Linked DNA regions of Mus musculus: regions 1, 3 and 4 are each linked to region 2. The links are chromatin contacts, called in public HiChIP or PLAC-seq maps. All regions are on one chromosome and are shown on one strand. The core of a region is the stretch at or near the end of the contact, and the rest is flanking DNA. Distances in the headings are between cores, read along the strand shown. Region 1 holds the start of Kin (Kin17 DNA and RNA binding protein). Region 2 has its middle 7.0 kb from the start of Gm31496. Region 3 overlaps Itih2 (inter-alpha trypsin inhibitor, heavy chain 2). Region 4 has its middle 8.5 kb from the start of Itih2.

Region 1 (2,736 bases), core at 212-2,711, 220 kb before region 2:
CTTTTGCAGACTAGGCTGGCCCAGAACTCAGACACCCACCTGCCTCTGCATCCTGAGTTGCTGAGATCAAAGGTGTGCACCACCAACATTCTTCCAATACATAGTTCATATCTATCGTATTTAATTGCCTCACTACTTTGGAGTCTTAGCATATTGCTACAAATTCTTTGCTTAATGAAAGAACTATTTCAACTAGTTCTTGGCAGTTCTCTAACCTAGGTTACAAAACCCTAGTTCAGTGCTGGAGCGCCTTAATAATCCTCTGTACCATAAAAACAAGGAACCACTAAAACACTGTCCACAGTTAACAATCTCCTTAGCACCAGTTCTTCTAGCAGTCTAGCTTCAAAGTAGTTCATGTTATTATACAACGTCACCCATAAGTCACGTTTTACCTGACCTTCCCTGGGCATTCTAATATACAACTATTTTATTTTGCACAGAGGATTAGTATTTAAAGTCGCCCAACCTTATGGTATCCCTTTATCAAATGGAGGCTAACAAATGTAACTGTATTAAGGCCTCCTCCTCCTACCGAGGGACCTTGGGACAGTTTTATGACCTTGCAGAGATTGTACTTCAACACGAGGGCATGATGACAATGGCAATGTCTTTCTCTTCCTCATCGGCAGATTTTTTTAAACCCCTTTAGCACCAAGGCGACCAGCAGGTTCAGGCGGGGGCTGATTTTGAGTTCCTTCGTTTCTCCAGTACCCAGCAAAGAGTCGGATGGCTACACAGTGAATGCCTTACCAAAGAGCTCAAGCAAGCCATCACACCTTAAAGGGTCACGCTGCTCCCCCGTGCAGTGTTTCACAGGGCTTCAAAGCCAAAAGTTACAACCAAACGTTCCCCGGTCGCCCCTTCACCTTCAGGGCCTTTCTAAAGACTTTGCAAGCTGTGCTCCCGGGTACGGAGCGGAAGTACGGAGTTGATCGAAACCCAGATGGCTCCAAAGCTCAACCCGAATCCCGTCCGGGTCCCGAGGTCCCGGATGGCCGTTCCAGTCTCAGGGGATCAGACCGTGACCTTGTTCTCTTTGACCCCTACCAGGGGTCCGGCACGCAACCTTCCAGCTCTGCAGACATCCCCGCGGCCTGAGCTGGGGCCTTCTTCCGCCAGGAGTGAGCATGCAGCTCCATCCCTCCTGCCTCGCAGCAAGCCCGAGCCCCCGCATCCCTCCCGATGTGGTCCTACCATTGCGGCTGCACGGCGCAGGCCGACAGCCCGACAACGCTCGCCCGCGAGAACATGGTGGAGCCTTGAAGGTCGGGCAGACGGGACTCAGTGCGCGTGCGCGGGAGCTCAGGCGCCCCGGCCCGCTCCGCCTGCGTCCTCGGTCTCGCTAAATCTCGTGAGCGCCGAAGCCGCGAGTTCCCTGGCCCCACCCATTTCCTGCTGTCAATTTCGGTCCCGCCTGTCCCCGCGCTGAGCCAGTTCCGCTTCCGACCGCTTTGTAGTTGTAGCGCTCAGGGTCGCCATGGGCAAGTCGGATTTTCTGAGCCCCAAGGCCATCGCCAATAGAATTAAGTCCAAAGGGCTCCAGAAGCTTCGCTGGTACTGCCAGATGTGCCAAAAGCAATGCCGCGACGAGGTAAGTGACTCAGGCTGGCCGCGACCCCTCCCTCGGCTTGGAGCCCTCTCCGGCGCAGTCTTCCCCAGCTCGGCGCGAAGCCCTCCAGCTCCACGAGAAGTGGTCGCAGACAAGCACTCACTGATCGCTTACAATCGCTAGGCTGAGCACTGAGGTTTTACATTTAGACTTCCCTGGTGGGGTCGGTCGGTCAAGACGAGGAACTCAAGTTGCTCCGCTTAATAGTGACATGGGCTTGGCCACTACTGGTAAAGTAGAGGTAATAGTTGTACCCACCGGCAAGATTGTCGCCGAGTTTTTTCATGGAGAGAAGAACTCTCCATGACATAAATGCTTCATTCCCGACTTGCTACTGCTATCCTATAGTTTCAGTATGTGGGTTCCCAAAGGTACAGGCGTGCAGTCCATCGCACCTAGGAGTGACCGCTAAGTGTTTTTCCATATTTGCTTACATCATATAGTAAATTATATAAATATATGAATATCAGTATACCTTCACCCTTGAAGACTTAATTGTGTAATCAACATAACAAGTAATCGTATTATCTTTTCAATTAATGCCAAAATGCCACCAATATAACAGAACTAATAAAAATTCTTGTACATTATCTGATACATATTTTTGTTTTAGAGACAGTATCTCAGTATGTAACTTTGGCTGGTCTGGACCTCACCAGGCTGGCCAAAAAACGAGATAGACCTGCCTCTGCTTCCCAAGTGCTGGTTGATATCAGAGATATACACCACCCTACTTTATATTAATACTTTCTTGGTAGTCTTGTGGTGGCGATGGGGACCAGAGAGGTTGTTTATTAAGCAGTGCTACAAGTTTTGTTTAATGTCTTATGTATGCCTGGCAAATGCTCTACCACTGAGCCCTCATGCACTGCGTCATATTTCTGTTATCTTATTTTGGTGTATGTGTTTATGCATGTGTGCATGCTGCACCAAACAGATACATCCATACGGAGATCAAAGGGCCACATGTAAATGGTTATTTCCTTCCAGCTTGAGGGTCCTGGGATTGAAGTCATGTTGTCACATCTGGCACCAAGCGCCTTTAGCCACTGAGCCATCTTACTGACCTTATGCCACCTTCTTAGTAAGTCATCACAGACTGAACCCAGTCCCACTGCCACTGA
Region 2 (2,720 bases), core at 14-2,513:
AGCAGACTTTGCTGTCCCGACCTTTCAAACCTGTTCCTGAGCTGTTCGTGAGACACTGCAAAGCCTCAGCTAAGGGATGTGGCCATGTTGCCCTCTGTAGAAACTGACCCTGCTTTCCTCACCCTCGGGGCCACACGCTTGTGGGACAGAGTCAAGCATAGTCCCAGGAAGGGCAAAGAGCATCACTGTGACAGAAACTAGGTTGAGCTGTCATTGGTTCAAGGACTGCTTTTAAATCCCCAGCGCCTCGTGTCCTTTGTCTTGACTGGCTTTATGCTTAACATTGAAAGGAAATGAGTTGAGGGGAGAGTCACTGTCCCCACCACCTCCCCCAGAGACACCAATATTGACTAAGACTAAAACAGCAAACAGTATCAGATAACCTACTAAAATAAAGCAGGGAAAGCCATTATGCTTTTCCTTTATTGATCCCATTCCTGCTGTCTACATGGGGGGACGGGGGATAAACACAATGTACATTGTTGAAGCTGGAACTCTCTAAGGCCACAACAACATGTTGTTAAAAAGCAATACATTTATCAGTGCATGGGAAACAAGCCATTACACAGAGCTGGGCCCCTGTTGAATAGTGTAGTGATGTGCTTAACACCCAACGGACAATGCTGAGTGGGACAACGACATAGGCATAGTAAAAGCACATTTAAGAAATTATCGAGCAGGCCTCTTCTGAATGGCTAAAGTAGGCGCTTTTGTTGTTTGACCTTGTATAAGTTCTGATACATCTTTATAACAGGAATATCTTTAAATAGATACTGACAATACAGTCCATGCTAGTTTTCTGTATGAAGTTCATGAAATATTGGTCAGTCGACGAGTGGAATCTGTTAGGATAACACTTGGTGTTGATGTCTTTAATTCTGGTTGTTCTGCGGATTGATAAATCATGACTGCATAGAAAGCAATCGTCAGGCTGGAGATGTGGCTCAGTTAGCAGAATTCTTAGCCACATTTTACTCATACCTGGTTTGGGTAGATATGATCAGGCAGGCACTTGGCTAACAAACGGACCAGATAGATGACGACATATAAGCTCAGCTTTGATTTTGACTCAGGTATTGTCAACAAGTGTTCACATCTGTTCTTCCTGTCGGCCAGGTACTGTGTAAGAACATGGCACGAAGGAGAACAGAAAAATTAGGGAAGATCTCTTTAGTCTGCTGTAGAAAACACTGCTTGCAAGTATCTCAGCTTCTCTTCCTGTAGCAAGAGGGTCAAGGCAGTGCACGTGGCTGCCCACAACGCCCCCTCGTGGCTAGTTCTCATAAATGAAACACAGGGAAAAACAACTCAAAATTCTGATGGCGATTATGAGTGTAAAATATTTTATGGGTCTGATCGGGATTAGATGAAAACAAATGAAAATTAAATTATCCATTTTAATTTTGTTTCAGTCTATTTAATGGAATAATGGAATTACAAGATTTCCTCTTTTACTTAATATTCTGTGATCCAATTTGTAAAATGTGAAGTGAGAAGAGGGAAAAATATGATTTTAGTTTTAGTTCAGTGTCATTATTACTAATTTCTTCACAGTTCCGTTTCCAAACCATTTTAAAACTCAAGTTTAGAGTACTGCACTGGTCACTTTCCTTGCTGCTGTGACAATAGCTAAGGCAGGCAGACAGGCTGGCTGGCTGGCTGGCTCAAGGAAAGGCTTCTCTCAGCTCCCAGCCCCCAGCTCCCAGCTCTAGGGCACCGGTCCCTGGGAGTTTACGGAGCTTATGGCGCATCAGCACAGCAGCTGGTCACATGGCTCTAGTTAAGGAAGGGCGGGCTTCTCCCAGCTCTCAGCTCCAGGGCGCTGTCCCAGGGAGGTGATGGCGCAGGAGCACGCGGCAGCTGGTCACGTGGTGTCCACAGTGGGGACTCAGGAGAGACAATGCTGCTGTCTTTTGCCTTTTTTTGCTCTAAGAGCCCAGTTTAAGCAATGTTGGGGTGTGTCTTCTCCGTCTCAATCTCCCTAGTCTAGAAAATTCCTCCCGGCATACGCTTAGGTTTGTGTCCACATGACTCTAAATTCCAACAAGTTGACAAGATTAACGGGCATTATGAACATGAAAATATTAAAATGTAAAACCTAAATCAATATATCTATTAAAGCATGTTAAATTTCCTGTGGCCAATTCTCACATGAATTTTTCTAGACTTTCTCTTTTTTTAATTATTTATTTAATTTTTATTGTCTTTTTAACTACAGAAGAAAATGTCTTTCCATTAACTTGTCATTTTTCTAGGCTGTAAGGACGGCTGTATCCAGAGAAAACTAACTCGAACATTCTTTAGTCCACATTCCTGTTTTGCTGGTTCCTAGGCAGGAGTCTTGACTCTGAGGTACTGATGAAGTTGACCTTATTTGGTCACAGTGGAGTGGGGGGGGGGGGGTGGAGAAGGAGAAAAAGGAATGAGTCAGACGGCCCTTCTGGCAAGAGGGGTGGCCCTTTCCTTGGGTTTTTGATAATACCTATGGCTGTTGAAGAGGGGGGAGAAGCAGGGACCCAGAGTATAATGGAGAAGAAGTCTTGGCCAAGCTGTTTTCTGCTTAATCCTTATCTCAGGTCTGGTTCTACAGGGTTCTGCTGGCTCTGGGGACATCAGTTTTGCTTGAGGGGACAATCTGGCTTCATTGTGATGCAACGGCTTCCTGCAAAACTTGCTGAGATAATTTGAGGAGAGGTAACACAGAGACAAAAGCTGACCAC
Region 3 (3,036 bases), core at 146-2,645, 200 kb before region 2:
ACAAGACAAGAAGGCCACTCCATCTTGTTGCCCCATAAGGACCCAAGTACTGACCTGAGCAGCAGGAGTGGTCCTGTGGCGGGGAGTCAGCCAGCATGCGTTCATCTCCAGCATCATTCTCTATCACCATGGCAGTAAGCGGAGTCACGATGTGATGGTCTAGAGACATCTGCAGGATTGTTTTGGTGATTTTCCTTTTGATGGCAGCAGTAGGAGCCAGACTTCTGCATTCAGAGGGTAGATATTGAAGAACATCACCATATACCAGGGTGAACTTGGGCCCCAAACCTCTTTACTCCCCCTTCTGATAGTCACCCAACACCTGAGCACAGAGTGGGGATGCCTAAGACAAGAGAGAAACAGAACCAACTGGTTTCATGAGCCTCAGTAGTTTATCCAGCCATGTGGTCTCTAGTTTTTGAAATGGTGTTTTCTTGCTTTATGTATGCATGTCTGTATGCATGTATATATATATGTGCGTGAGTGCATGCACGCCTCTGTGTGTGTGTGTGTGTGTGTGTGTGAATGCACACATGTGCCCTAATGCCTGTGTGAAAGTCAGAGAACAACTTGTGTGGGTTGCTTCGCTCCTGCCATGGTGTAGGAGCTCAAGAACAGACTCAGGTGGACACGCCTTGCCACAAGCAGGTTCATCTGCTGAGCCACCTCACTGCCCCCAAGGGATCAGTTTTAAAGACTTTATCTTTCAGAATAGTTTTAGGTTCATGGTGAAATTGAGTGAAAGGTACTGAGAGTGTCTCCACGTACCCTACCGACCCGTAGCCTCCTGGATTACAGATGTCTTGTACAGATGTTCTTGTGTGCATGTGTGACCACAGGTGAAGCATATACAGGTGTATTGACATACAGGTAAGTGGCTTACACTGGCATTTGCGTGTATATCTCGTGAGTAGATACGACAGACCTATCGTTGCAGAAATGTTCCATTCTACACATTCCCTGAAATCCTAGAAACCACTGATCTTCCTACAGGGCTTTACAAACCAATATTTAATGTCCAGAGCAACTTCTTTATGCTTTTGAGTAGAGCCAATGTACTTCTGTCCAAGGGACAGGATTATTTCTTTCTTGCTTCAAAACCACAGCTTATAGCTACGTGTATTTTTTAAATAGAACCTTAATGACATCAGGAATCTTCTCTGGGAGTTCCGTTATATGATCGTCCTTATAATCTAGTTCAGTGACCTTGGTCCATCTTCCTGAGGATCCTACCCAGCAGGTCGGGTGAGAGCTTTGCAATGAGTTTTATCAACTATCCCCATGAGGCTCTGGTGCAAGTGTTTTTTTAATAACAGGATGTGATGTTAGGGCTTTGAAATGCAGCTCAGCTGAGAAGCCAGTGATGGCCTAAGTATCAAAGAGCCGTTCCTTGGGGGCATTGTAGCCACACAGTCAAATGCAAATGGACTATTGACATGCACAGCAACATGGCTGAACCTAACAGTCATCCGGCTGAGTGAAAGTCAGAAAGGGGTTGTATGGCTGTGTATGGTTTTAGCAACAGACAAAACCAATCAATGATGATACGAGGCAAAAGCAGTGGCTTCCTCTGGATGCAGTAAAGGAGAGCAAGGCGACCTTCAGTAGTTCTAGCATTTATAGCAGAATGGTCATAGATACAGGTGGTATAGAGATAGAGAGGATAGATACAAGTATAGGTATACATATACAGACAGATATAGATATCTTCAATGTATATGTGTATACATACATGTATATAAACCACATACTTCAAATCCATGCACTCCCAACGTCTCACATATGTTGCATTTAAATTTTAAACATTTTAACTTTTTAAAAATGTATACAGGCGTTTTGTCTGCATGTATGTTTCTGTGTACCACACATGTGCAGTGCCCACAGATACCAGACGATGGCACTACATTCCCTGAACTGAAGTTAGAGGTGCCACGTGGGTGCTGAGAGTTGCACCCAGTCCTCTGGAAGAGCAGACAGTTGCTGAGTTGTGTCTTCAGGCTCCTCGTTCCATTTTAATCAAAAAACAAGGACAAGGAGGAGGAGGAGGAGGAGGAGGAGGAGGAGGAGGAGGAGGAGGAGGAGGAGGAAGAGGAGGAGGAGGAAGAGGAGGAGGAGGAAGGAGAAAAGAGAAGAAGAAATAACTCAGCTTTCATTAGAGTGCTGTGAACAAGTCAGTAATAATCCAATCCCTCCATTAATTTGATACCTTTCTTGGTTCCAAATACTCCTTGTTCATGATTTCAAATGTCCCATTTGCTGTTTGGTTGGAAGTATGGGAATTGTACCCAGAGTCTTGTATGTTCTAGGCAAAGGCTTTCATGCTAAGCTACATCCCCATCCCTGACCTCAAATATTGTAGATAGACATTTCATGTTTATAAATTTTCATGGTGTACGCTCGTCTTGCCTTACCTCTCTGCTAGTAGTTGGTTGATGGTGAGATAGGCCCACAGCTTCTTGGTGAAGTCAGGGTCTGCATGCTTGTCCTTTGACAGAAACTCCTCCAAGTCATCCATCTGGCTCAGGGTTTCCAAGACCAATTCTGTGTTAGCCTGGACAATGGGAGCATCAGTTAAAGAACATCCAGGATCAGAATTACAGTCAACTCATCTGCTGTAAATGCACTTGGGGGTTATACAAGGAAGAGAGCCTTGACTGGATAGGCTTAGTGCACAAACTCCAGAGACTGGGCTTGGGTTTGGGTGAAAAAAATGAGGTTCTTAGAGAATGGTTGAAAAGATGGCAGAGATGCACCACGCCTTCTTTTTGAACTCTTGCTTCTGTTCTACGCAAGTGCTGGGGGAAGCAGAATGTTAGCTTGTTAACACAGAGACGGAGTGCACCAGGGGACCAGTTAGTATTTCTAGAATAAGCAGCGAAGCAAAAGTACCGAAGTTGCCGTGATGATGCTCTGGACTTCTGTCAGTTTGCTGGGATCAAATTTCCCTGCCACCACGATCTCAGAACCTCCGAAGTAGTTGTGGAAATTGTTTTGGGTGACATCTGTTACTGATGCCTGCGGGTAGTTAAACTGAAC
Region 4 (2,900 bases), core at 30-2,529, 160 kb before region 2:
GTTAGGAACATGCACATATATGTGCACACACATATGTGCACACACATCACACAGTAACAACTAATGAAAAAAGAAGCCATGGATTTGAAGGAGTGGGAAGGGGTATATGGGAGGGTTTGGAGGGAGAATGGGGAAGTAAAATTATAGTTGTGTTATAATCTCAAGATAAATATAAATAAAATGAATAGCCAAAGGGGAGACCATTTGGGGAGGGAGGAGAGAGTCAAGTGAATAGGAGGGAGGTTGATGGGGAGGGGGCAAGAGTAAATATGAATAAAGTATAAGGATATGCATATATGACATGTCACAAGGAAACATAATAATTACTAACAATAAGTACTACTGGGCAAGCATGTGAACCGGAGTCAGAGCTCAGAACCCACAGAAAAGGCAGAAAGTGGCTGTGCAGGCTCCTGTAATCCTAGAACTGGGGACAGAACAGGCAGATTCCTGAAACCCATTGTCCAGCTAGCTTAGCCAACTCAGTGAGCTTTAATCTCACAGCAAGTGAGCAGAGAATAATGGGAGGAAGCTCGACCTCGGGCCTCTGTACATAGGACCACATACAAACTGTGTTTGAAGCATACAGGATAGAATTAAGAGAAATAAAGAGATGGGCAACCCAGCAAAGATGGCTTAATGTCAGTCAACAGTTTATTTGGCTTGTTTCCTTGCAATACAACATCAAACTGAAAAGAGTAAAGCGTGCAATGGGGATATAAACCCAAAGAAAGACAGAGCCAGCAAGGCTGTGCTAAAGGAATTTAATGATTCATTTCTCAGACCAATTCCTCTGCTCTACTGAAAGTTCTGAGTAGAAAGAGATTCTAACTTATAACTATTAGATCATCGCAATATTCAAAAAGAACTTGGGGTCTATAAATTACAACAAGTTGGCGAGCTTGAGTCTTCTTTGAAAAAATATATAAGAAACAATCTAAAGATGCTTGGTGACTCAAAAAAGAAAGAATTCAAGGTGGGTGTGTGAGCATTTGTGTGTGTGTGTGTGTGTGTGTGTGTGTGTGTGTGTGTGTGTGTGTGTATGTGTAATTTGCCTGAGGCTCACTTGATATGGAGTGGAGATGAAGCTGGAAGCTCACGGGGCAAAAAGGATCAGTATGGGGTTGTTTTTGTTTCTATCATTGTAAAAAAATAGTGATGATTCTTCAGGGGAAAAGCTTTACCTTGTCTTACAGTTTCAGAGATTTGGATCCATGGTTGATTGGCTCCATTGTTCTTTGACTCATGGCGAGGCAATGTGTCTTGGTGGGAGCCTGAGGCAAAGGAAAATGGTACTGTCAGCCAGAAGATGGGGGTAGGGCAATGTCACTGCATACCTTTCAAAGGCATTGCAACCTGATGATTAATCTTTATTGTTAACTTGAGGGAATTTAGAAGACAAAATTCTAGATTTGTTTATGAGGGCATTTCTATAGAGGTTAAGTGGGGTGGGAAGATCCACCTTGAATGAGGGCAATGCTATTCCACGGACTGGAGTCTCTGACTGAGGATAAAGCAGAAAGCAGGCGTGTATTCAGCATTCGTCTCTCTCTGCTTTGTGTCTATAGAAGCAATGTGAACAGCTGCATCTCCTTTCTGCTGCTAAGCCTTCTCTACCATGATGAACTGTGTTCCCTTCAAACTGTGAGCCAGGTAAGTCTTTCCTCTGCTAAGTCTCTTTGTCACATCCTATGTTTCAGAAGTGAGTAACCAATACATACAATGACCTAAACTCCTCCCCTCAAAACACTCCTATAAACATTCCACCTCCTCCAAATCATGCCAAAAAATTCAACCCACAGGTCTTTGTCTGATGTTCTAGACTCCGACTATAGGGTGGAAGGTACAGCTTAGTAGCAGAATGCTGCCTAGCATACTGCAGGCCCTGTGTCTCATTCTTGGTACTAAAACCAAGTAAACATACACACAAACTATTTAATCATGGTCAGTAGAGCAAAGAAGGGAGAAGAGGACAGTCTGGGCCCCAAGTTCAGGAAGAAGACAGAAGGGGATCTAGGAAAGCAAGCCAAGCAAGAGAGTTCTTTCAAGATGTGCTTAAGGGTGAAGAAGGAGAGGAATCAAAGATTTTCAGAGGGAATTGCAGTTGGGGTTACACTGAAGCCAGAGCTGTGGCCTCTTTTTGGTCAGGCCCTCAGAGGCAAAGTAATTTGTCAATAGACAAATTTATGAGTTGTCACACATAACTCATAAACTCTGCTGTTACATCATAGACAAATCCTCCTGACTATGGAACTTACAAATAATACGGGGAGATTTGCTGCCCAAATAACTAGTGCTTGACATTACATTGAAGTAATTTTATATCACTTTACTATGATGTTTTTAAGATAAAGACACAGGTTTGTCATAGTACAGATTTAATTTAAAAATGTTTCTTATGGGTGATATAAGAGAAAATGCAATGAATTTTCATCTGGTTAACTATAGGGCCAGTTGTTTCAAGAAGTCTAACCAGGAGAATAGAATGACGGCTTGAGAGATAGCTCAGTTGGTAAACTATTCGCCTTGTAAGCACAATGAACTGGTTCTTATAATAACAGTGCTGGGAAAGGAGAGGCAGGAATGTCTCTGGAACTCCATGTCCAGAGAGTCTAGTGTAATCGATGAGCTCTGGGCCAACAGCAGACTGTCTCCAAGGAAATGGACAGTGTTCCCAAGGAGGACATTGAAGGCTGGTGGAACAAAGATTTTAAAACTATATCCTGAGCATATAATCTGAACACACAGTTCAATAAGGCAAAGCTGGAGAGGGTATGGCTACCATCCAAGTATGAAGCTGGAGAGGAGGTTATTAAGAACTTACTACCGATGGAGACTCCATGCCAGAAAGGAGGACAGAGTCTGAATCCAGGGAACGAAATCAAAGGTTGGAAGAAGCC

Evidence for each region. HiChIP or PLAC-seq counts read pairs in DNA pulled down with a chosen protein or histone mark.
Region 1: an H3K4me3 HiChIP or PLAC-seq map of embryonic stem cells shows a contact between it and region 2, with 33 read pairs. The contact joins the promoter of Kin here to the enhancer-like site in region 2. A contact is called at or near these places in 12 of 39 promoter capture datasets (3T3-L1-derived adipocytes, cranial neural crest, embryonic stem cells and 5 more), 38 of 484 Hi-C or Micro-C datasets (CD4 single positive thymocytes, CD8 T cells, the G1E-ER4 cell line and 29 more), 38 of 115 datasets of contacts at active chromatin or transcription factors (CD8 T cells, the NIH/3T3 cell line, the SCID.adh cell line and 24 more) and 2 of 9 other capture datasets (adipose tissue and liver).
Region 3: a contact with region 2 is called in an H3K27ac HiChIP or PLAC-seq map of trophoblast stem cells, with 6 times the contacts expected there. The contact joins two enhancer-like sites. A contact is called at or near these places in 1 of 39 promoter capture datasets (embryonic stem cells), 5 of 15 datasets of contacts at CTCF or cohesin (CD8 T cells, the NIH/3T3 cell line, embryonic stem cells and 1 more), 130 of 484 Hi-C or Micro-C datasets (the 63-12 cell line, 8-cell embryo, B cells and 81 more), 22 of 115 datasets of contacts at active chromatin or transcription factors (the 230-238 cell line, CD8 T cells, the NIH/3T3 cell line and 14 more) and 4 of 9 other capture datasets (adipose tissue, embryonic stem cells, macrophages and 1 more).
Region 4: an H3K27ac HiChIP or PLAC-seq map of trophoblast stem cells shows a contact between it and region 2, with 4 times the contacts expected there. The contact joins two enhancer-like sites. A contact is called at or near these places in 18 of 39 promoter capture datasets (the 3T3-L1 cell line, 3T3-L1-derived adipocytes, the C10 cell line and 12 more), 3 of 15 datasets of contacts at CTCF or cohesin (CD8 T cells, the NIH/3T3 cell line and large pre-B cells), 40 of 484 Hi-C or Micro-C datasets (CD4 T cells, CD8 T cells, the CH12 cell line and 25 more), 8 of 115 datasets of contacts at active chromatin or transcription factors (PVALB interneurons, bone marrow-derived dendritic cells, craniofacial prominence and 5 more) and 4 of 9 other capture datasets (adipose tissue, embryonic stem cells, liver and 1 more).

What each region holds. Positions count from the first base shown.
Region 1 is chr2:10,079,151-10,081,886 of GRCm38.p6, forward strand. It overlaps Kin (Kin17 DNA and RNA binding protein), which reads left to right and starts at 1,462. Exons shown (of 5, transcript NM_025280.2): 1 at 1,462-1,594. The coding sequence starts at 1,481. It overlaps Atp5c1 (ATP synthase, H+ transporting, mitochondrial F1 complex, gamma polypeptide 1), which reads right to left and starts at 1,360. Exons shown (of 10, transcript NM_020615.4): 1 at 1,198-1,360. The coding sequence starts at 1,253.
Region 2 is chr2:10,299,183-10,301,902 of GRCm38.p6, forward strand. No RefSeq gene overlaps it. Among named protein-coding and RNA genes, the nearest start is that of Gm31496, 7.0 kb to the right of the region's middle. Within about 2 kb of position 1,264, at least 63 of the 459 cell types and tissues checked have an H3K27ac peak or open chromatin away from gene starts, as enhancers often do. A contact at or near this core is called in cerebral cortex, craniofacial prominence, embryonic fibroblasts and 7 more, where this site is marked.
Region 3 is chr2:10,102,731-10,105,766 of GRCm38.p6, forward strand. Itih2 (inter-alpha trypsin inhibitor, heavy chain 2) reads right to left here. Exons shown (of 21, transcript NM_010582.3): 13 at 2,890-3,036; 14 at 2,412-2,551; 15 at 55-224. Among named protein-coding and RNA genes, the nearest start is that of Kin, 24 kb to the left of the region's middle. Within about 2 kb of position 1,396, at least 1 of the 459 cell types and tissues checked has an H3K27ac peak or open chromatin away from gene starts, as enhancers often do. A contact at or near this core is called in trophoblast stem cells, where this site is marked.
Region 4 is chr2:10,137,737-10,140,636 of GRCm38.p6, forward strand. No RefSeq gene overlaps it. Among named protein-coding and RNA genes, the nearest start is that of Itih2, 8.5 kb to the left of the region's middle. Within about 2 kb of position 1,280, at least 7 of the 459 cell types and tissues checked have an H3K27ac peak or open chromatin away from gene starts, as enhancers often do. A contact at or near this core is called in trophoblast stem cells, where this site is marked.